2 separate regions of the Mus musculus genome follow, and region 1 is linked to region 2. The links are chromatin contacts, called in public HiChIP or PLAC-seq maps. All regions are on one chromosome and are shown on one strand. The core of a region is the stretch at or near the end of the contact, and the rest is flanking DNA. Distances in the headings are between cores, read along the strand shown. Region 1 overlaps Inpp4b (inositol polyphosphate-4-phosphatase, type II). Region 2 overlaps Inpp4b (inositol polyphosphate-4-phosphatase, type II).

What was found. HiChIP or PLAC-seq counts read pairs in DNA pulled down with a chosen protein or histone mark.
Region 1: a BATF HiChIP or PLAC-seq map of CD8 T cells shows a contact between it and region 2, with 11 read pairs. The contact joins two enhancer-like sites. A contact is called at or near these places in 1 of 15 datasets of contacts at CTCF or cohesin (CD8 T cells), 3 of 484 Hi-C or Micro-C datasets (cortical neurons and regulatory T cells), 2 of 115 datasets of contacts at active chromatin or transcription factors (CD8 T cells and Th2 cells) and 2 of 9 other capture datasets (adipose tissue and liver).

What each region holds. Positions count from the first base shown.
Region 1 is chr8:81,734,338-81,737,216 of GRCm38.p6, forward strand. All of the region lies in intron 3 of Inpp4b (inositol polyphosphate-4-phosphatase, type II), which reads left to right. Among named protein-coding and RNA genes, the nearest start is that of Gm51582, 390 kb to the left of the region's middle. Within about 2 kb of position 1,479, at least 18 of the 459 cell types and tissues checked have an H3K27ac peak or open chromatin away from gene starts, as enhancers often do. A contact at or near this core is called in CD8 T cells, Th2 cells and regulatory T cells, where this site is marked.
Region 2 is chr8:81,635,089-81,637,788 of GRCm38.p6, forward strand. All of the region lies in intron 2 of Inpp4b (inositol polyphosphate-4-phosphatase, type II), which reads left to right. Among named protein-coding and RNA genes, the nearest start is that of Gm51582, 290 kb to the left of the region's middle. Within about 2 kb of position 1,298, at least 33 of the 459 cell types and tissues checked have an H3K27ac peak or open chromatin away from gene starts, as enhancers often do. A contact at or near this core is called in CD8 T cells, Th2 cells and regulatory T cells, where this site is marked.

The sequences.
Region 1 (2,879 bases), core at 229-2,728, 99 kb after region 2:
TTGAGCATTTTTGTAACGACAACAACAAAAATAAGGCCCACAAACCATTTGCTTTTTCTTTAATTTTTGTTCTGTTCTCGGTGCCGCAGGACCAGCCCAGGACCTTGTACACTTACCGTAGGAATAGACAATGTTCATATCTGCCTTAGGCAATTATCTTTTGTCCTTATTAGAAGCAAGAGGAAATGAAGTTAACTTCTATTTTCTTTGTGCCATCCTGGAGCTGCTCATTTATTTCATAGACCTGCATGTGTCTGTTATGCTTGAAGAACTTCTCTTAAGGTTTTTTGAAATGCTGATAATGAGGTTGTCATTCATTATTTCTGGATAAGAGCTGTTAGCACACAACAGCACTTAGCAGTTGCTTCCTCCTTGTGTAGAATGCTGGGTTGATGGGTTTTCTAATTTCAGAACACAGAAGACACCATTTGTTTTTTTCTGTAATGCATAGCTTCTAGCGTGAAGCCATTGTGTTTCTCAACTTGTTTTCTTTTGCTTGGATTTTCCCTGTGATTGGTGTTCAATGCTATGAATAAGACTTATACTGTGTGTGTGTGTGTGTGTGACAGAGAGACAGAGACAGAGAGACAGAGAGATACAGAGAAAGATAGAGAGACATAGAGAGAGAGAAGAGAGAGAGAGAGAGAGAGAGAGAGAGAGAGAGATATGCCTACTGGTGTATAGGGGTCTATTATCTTTTATAATGTTTGCTGAGCTTGGATATGTGTGTCAATGCCTTTAATCATTTTTGGAGCAATCTCAGTCAGTACTGCCTCAAATATTTGCTCCATTCTCTCCCCTGAGAGATAGAATGTGCTTGGTGTTGTCACCCACATGTCACCAGTCTCTTTGCTTTCCATGACTCTGTTTGGGTGGATTCTACTGACCTATGTTCTGGTTTCCTAGTTTGTAGGTTATGACACAGTTATACATCAGTCTGCCAGAAACAGTCTTCATTGTGCTACTCAGTGTATTTTACATTCTTAATATTAACTTTATTTGTTTTGCTGTTTCTGTCTTTGCTAACATTTCTCATGTAGTTGTGTAGAATTTTCTGCTATAGCCTCAGAATTATCTCTTTTGATTTGGTTTTTGATCGTTTCAGCATTTGTGTACTGTCTAGATCTGACTTTTTAGATGACATTCCTACATTTTTTTCTTAAAATAATTTTCTTGTTTTAGCTCCCCCTCCCTGCTTCTTCTGCTCTTCCCCTTGTTCTTCCCATCCTCTTCCTCCTCCTTTCTTCCTCGTTTTTCTCCTGCTCCTTTCCCTGCTCCTCCTACTTTTCCTTGTTCATTTACCTCTTCTTCCTTATCTGTGTGCTATGTAGAACAGTTGAGTCTCAGCAAAAGAGTGTTCATGACTAGAGGTAGACATCCCAGTTTTACTTCTAAGCCTTTACTGTTTGTACAGAGGAGGTGGAATCAGTCTAGTAAGTAGCTTAGCAGGGCTTTGGTATAGTTTCTATGACAACCCTCAGTGCATAACTGAACTAACTGCATGTTCCTTTGGTGTTGCTATTACTTAGTAGAGGGAGGGCTGAATGAATGGAAACTTTGCTCTCTGCTCTCAACTTTAGGCTTTTGCTGGGAGAGAAGTTCACTGTTCAATGCTGTCGTGTCTCTACTAGTGGTGTGCAAGTATCATTAGCACTCGGTAGTCTGTTGAGGTGGGGGTAGGAGTCAGGTAGGAATGTCCTCTACTATCTTCTTAGAGCCCACACCTTAGAGCCCACACCACATAGTAAGCTCTTTGATCTTGGAGCACTGTAATAAAGCATGTGAAAGTCCTTACTGACCCTGTCTCCTGAGATTTCCCTCTCTTTATCTGTTTCCACTACATAATTGCAATGGGTCTAGGTGTGTAGCATCATGGACGGACCTGTTATTTCTGCACTGTTTGGATGTGATGAGGGTAGTGCTATGTTCTTTTTCTGAGATGACTGCTCTTCCTCCCATGGGTATGTGTCACAAAGAGGTGCAGTCTCTAGACACCCACTCAGCTCTGTGGTGTTTTTTTTTATAAGTACCTGAGTGATGCCTAAGACAGAGAATCTATTAATGAGTCTAGACAACCCTTGACTTGTGGGTCTTGTATATCTGATGCTACCTCTGAACTGACTATTAGTAATTCATCAAACATTCTGACTGAGTTTTTACTACCAGTGTGTGGCCTGGCATTCTTCTCCTCATTCTTGGTCCAATGTGTTTTCTAGATTCAGATTGATTGATGACCTTTCAACATTTTTGGAAAGTTTTGATTGTATACATTGCTGACTTTTTCTTGACATAGGGTAAGGCTCTTTCTCTTAAGTCTTTGCAAATGGAAGCTTGAAAGTTCTGTGTCTATTTTCTAGATGTGTATTCTGGTTTTTTTCATTGCTACAGTATTGTTTGTTCACAGACAATACTGTTATAATAATAATAATAATAATAATAATAATAATAATAATAACAACAACTGTTACTGTTGATAGATATCTTTGATTTGCATTACTCTTATAACAGATGCTGACCAAAATCAACTTGAGGAGGGGTTTACTTCAGTGTATATGTGCCGATCATAGGATCCATATCAAGGTAGGGACTCAAGGAAGAAATATAGAGGAAGAACTAAAGCAGAGATCATGAAAGAATGCTGCTTATTGTCTTTGTCTTTAATATTTGGCCAGCTTGCTTTCTTGGTCACCCCAGGGCCACCTGTTCAGTGGTGCCACTGTCTATGTTGTCCTTGTCTCTCCTACATCAATCGTTAACAAAAAAATAGTCTCACAGACTTGCAGAAATCCCAGTTTTATGGAGGCATTTTCTCAATTATGATTCCTTCTTCCTAGATATGTTGAGGTTTTTGTCAAGTTGAAAAAAAACACTAATTAGAA
Region 2 (2,700 bases), core at 48-2,547:
AATTAGAGAGCTGCTTTAATTTCCTCCTGCATTTTCAGCTAATAGCTAGTTGCTAAGGCTTGGTAGGCATTCTCCCCCATGCCTGCTTCTCTCTTCTTTCCACTGGTAATTTTTTCCATTGTTCATGAGAGCAACATCTTGTATGTAGTTCTCCAGTCTCTGTACAAGGTGAGTATGCTGGACTTCCTTTAAGGACCCTATCACTCCACTCTCTCATTGCAATAAGAACCTATTTCTCCCACTGCCCATTGCCATCACCTTCAGAACCAGTGATGACTCAGAACTCGCCAATTTTAGTCAAAATTTACTACTTGCATTTTCCTGCACAATCTATGGACTACACTCATTGTCCTGATATTTAAGTGTTATTGACTTGATCACTTCTTTTAAAACTTTAAAAATATTAGCCAACATGGCAATGTTGTCACTTACATTATAACACAACCTCTATGCAACTGTTCAGTGGTCCCTGGTTACAAGACAAAATCAGTGTGTGAGGAAACAGAGCAGGAGACATACCCAATGTGAGTAGTCACTACTTGTTAAAAGTTGATCACAGTTGTTAAGTGCATGCATTTTAGCACAACCCTACAGTAAATCTGTATAAAATGTGGGGACTACAAGTGGAACAGAACAAATCACATCACAGAACAAATACATAGTGTGCTGAGGGGAGTCTGGATATGCTCAAAGTGGATGTCCAAGGCCGTGTGTGTGTGTGTGTGTGTGTGTGTGTATGTTTGTCTGTGTGCTTGTGTGTGTATGTGTGTGTGTGTTATAAATGCAGTTCAATTATCTTTCCACTTTTTGCTGATAAGCATAATCAAACTCAACTAGCAGCAACATTCTCATGCTTCTAAAGAGTCATTTCAATTTTGGGCAAAGGCCAATGACCACAACTTTAAATTGCACATTAAAACAGGGTCTATCTCATTTCTGTAGCTGGGATAAGGCACTTTGACCAAAAGTAACTTAGTAGGTAAAAGCTTCTATTTGATTTATGTTGTCAGGTCATAGTCCATCACTGCTGGAAGTCCAGGCAGGAAATCAAAGTCAAGCCTACTTTCTATTTTATGCAGTGTTTCTCTGGACTAGGTAACTAAAGCGCATCCAAGTGAGTACAGCAGAAACTCCAGGGGAAAGGTGCTTCTTGACTCATGGAGGCTCATCCTCAGCTGGCTTCCTCATACAGCTCAGGACCTCCTGTCCAAAAAATTATAACACCCACAGAGGGCTGAGCTCTCCATTGCCAGTTAGAAATCAAGACAATCCCCCACCCACATGGTTACAGGCCAATTTGGTCTAGGGAATTCCCCAGCTGTGTTTCCCTTCTGAGAAATCAAGTGTGTGTGAAGTTGACAGTTGAAGCTAGAATAAGCAGTAACTTGGTTTCAATAAAACTGCATATCTAGCTATCTGATAATGGTTGCTAACATTTAGATCAGTTAACAAAGGTGTAAATAGATTATTTTAAGTACGTAAATTTTTTTGTTTCAGTGTCATGTAATGTAAGACACTAAGTATTGAATGCCAGCCACACATATTATGAACATGAGTTTTGATTCTAAGAATAACATTTGACTTAGACCTTTTGCTTCCTTAACATCACCAGAGAATGTATATGCAAACAACAAATGAGGAAAGGCCCTACCCTGAGGTACTTGGCCAATAAAATAAATGTTTGAAGTCAAGCCATTGCTCATTTCAAAGTCAGTGGATAAATAATGCTTGCCCGTCTGCTGTCTGTGGCAACAACAAAGCTTAGATTGCCTGACAACAGATAGGAACACAAATGTAATATAAAGTTAGCCTTCCAAATTTCATGAAAAACAACAAAAATTAAAACTTATGAAAGGTAAGGACAGAATTATTGGTTTTGAAAAAAATATTCTTACTCAAAACAAACTATTTATTATATTGTATGTTAAGTTTCATTTTATGCCTTACATAGAAAAACAAAATCAAGGAAGATGAAGTTTCATACATCCAAAGCCACATATAATATTATTTATGTACTGAGTCATTCCTAGGGTTGGGCAGAAAGATTTATTATTTTGGCTGAGTTTTGGAGTAGATACAATAAATTTTTAGATAAAGGAGCAACTATGGAAGCAAAATAATATATTTTCAAAATTATAGGTGAGCTAGTATATTATGTACTTTGGAAAAAACATGTTTATTGAGGGAATTTTCATAGACTTTTATAGAGAGGAGAGTTACCAAGACTCTCTATGTCCCATGACTCTTTTTCCTTAGAGCCAAAGTGGGCAGCAGCTATCTCTCTCTTTTTCATTCCATTTTTATTAGGTATTTTATTCATTTGCATTTCAAATGCTATCCTGAAAGTCCCCCATACCACCCTCCCCTACCCACCCACTCCCATTTCTTGGCCCTGGTGTTCCCCTGTACTGGGGAATATAAAGTTTTCAAGACCAAGGGACCTCTCTTCCCAATGATGGCTGACTAGGCCATCTTCTGCTACATATGCAGCTAGAGACCCATAATCAGCCTCCAAAAGCAGACACCATTGCAATATGCCAGCAAGATTTTGCTGAAAGGACTCTGATATAGCTGTCTCTTGTGAGGCTATGCTGGTACCTGGCAAACACAGAAGTGGATGCTCACAGTCAGCTACTGGATGGAACACAGGGCCCCCAATGGAGGAGCTAGAGAAAGTACCCAAGTAGCTAAAGGGGTCTG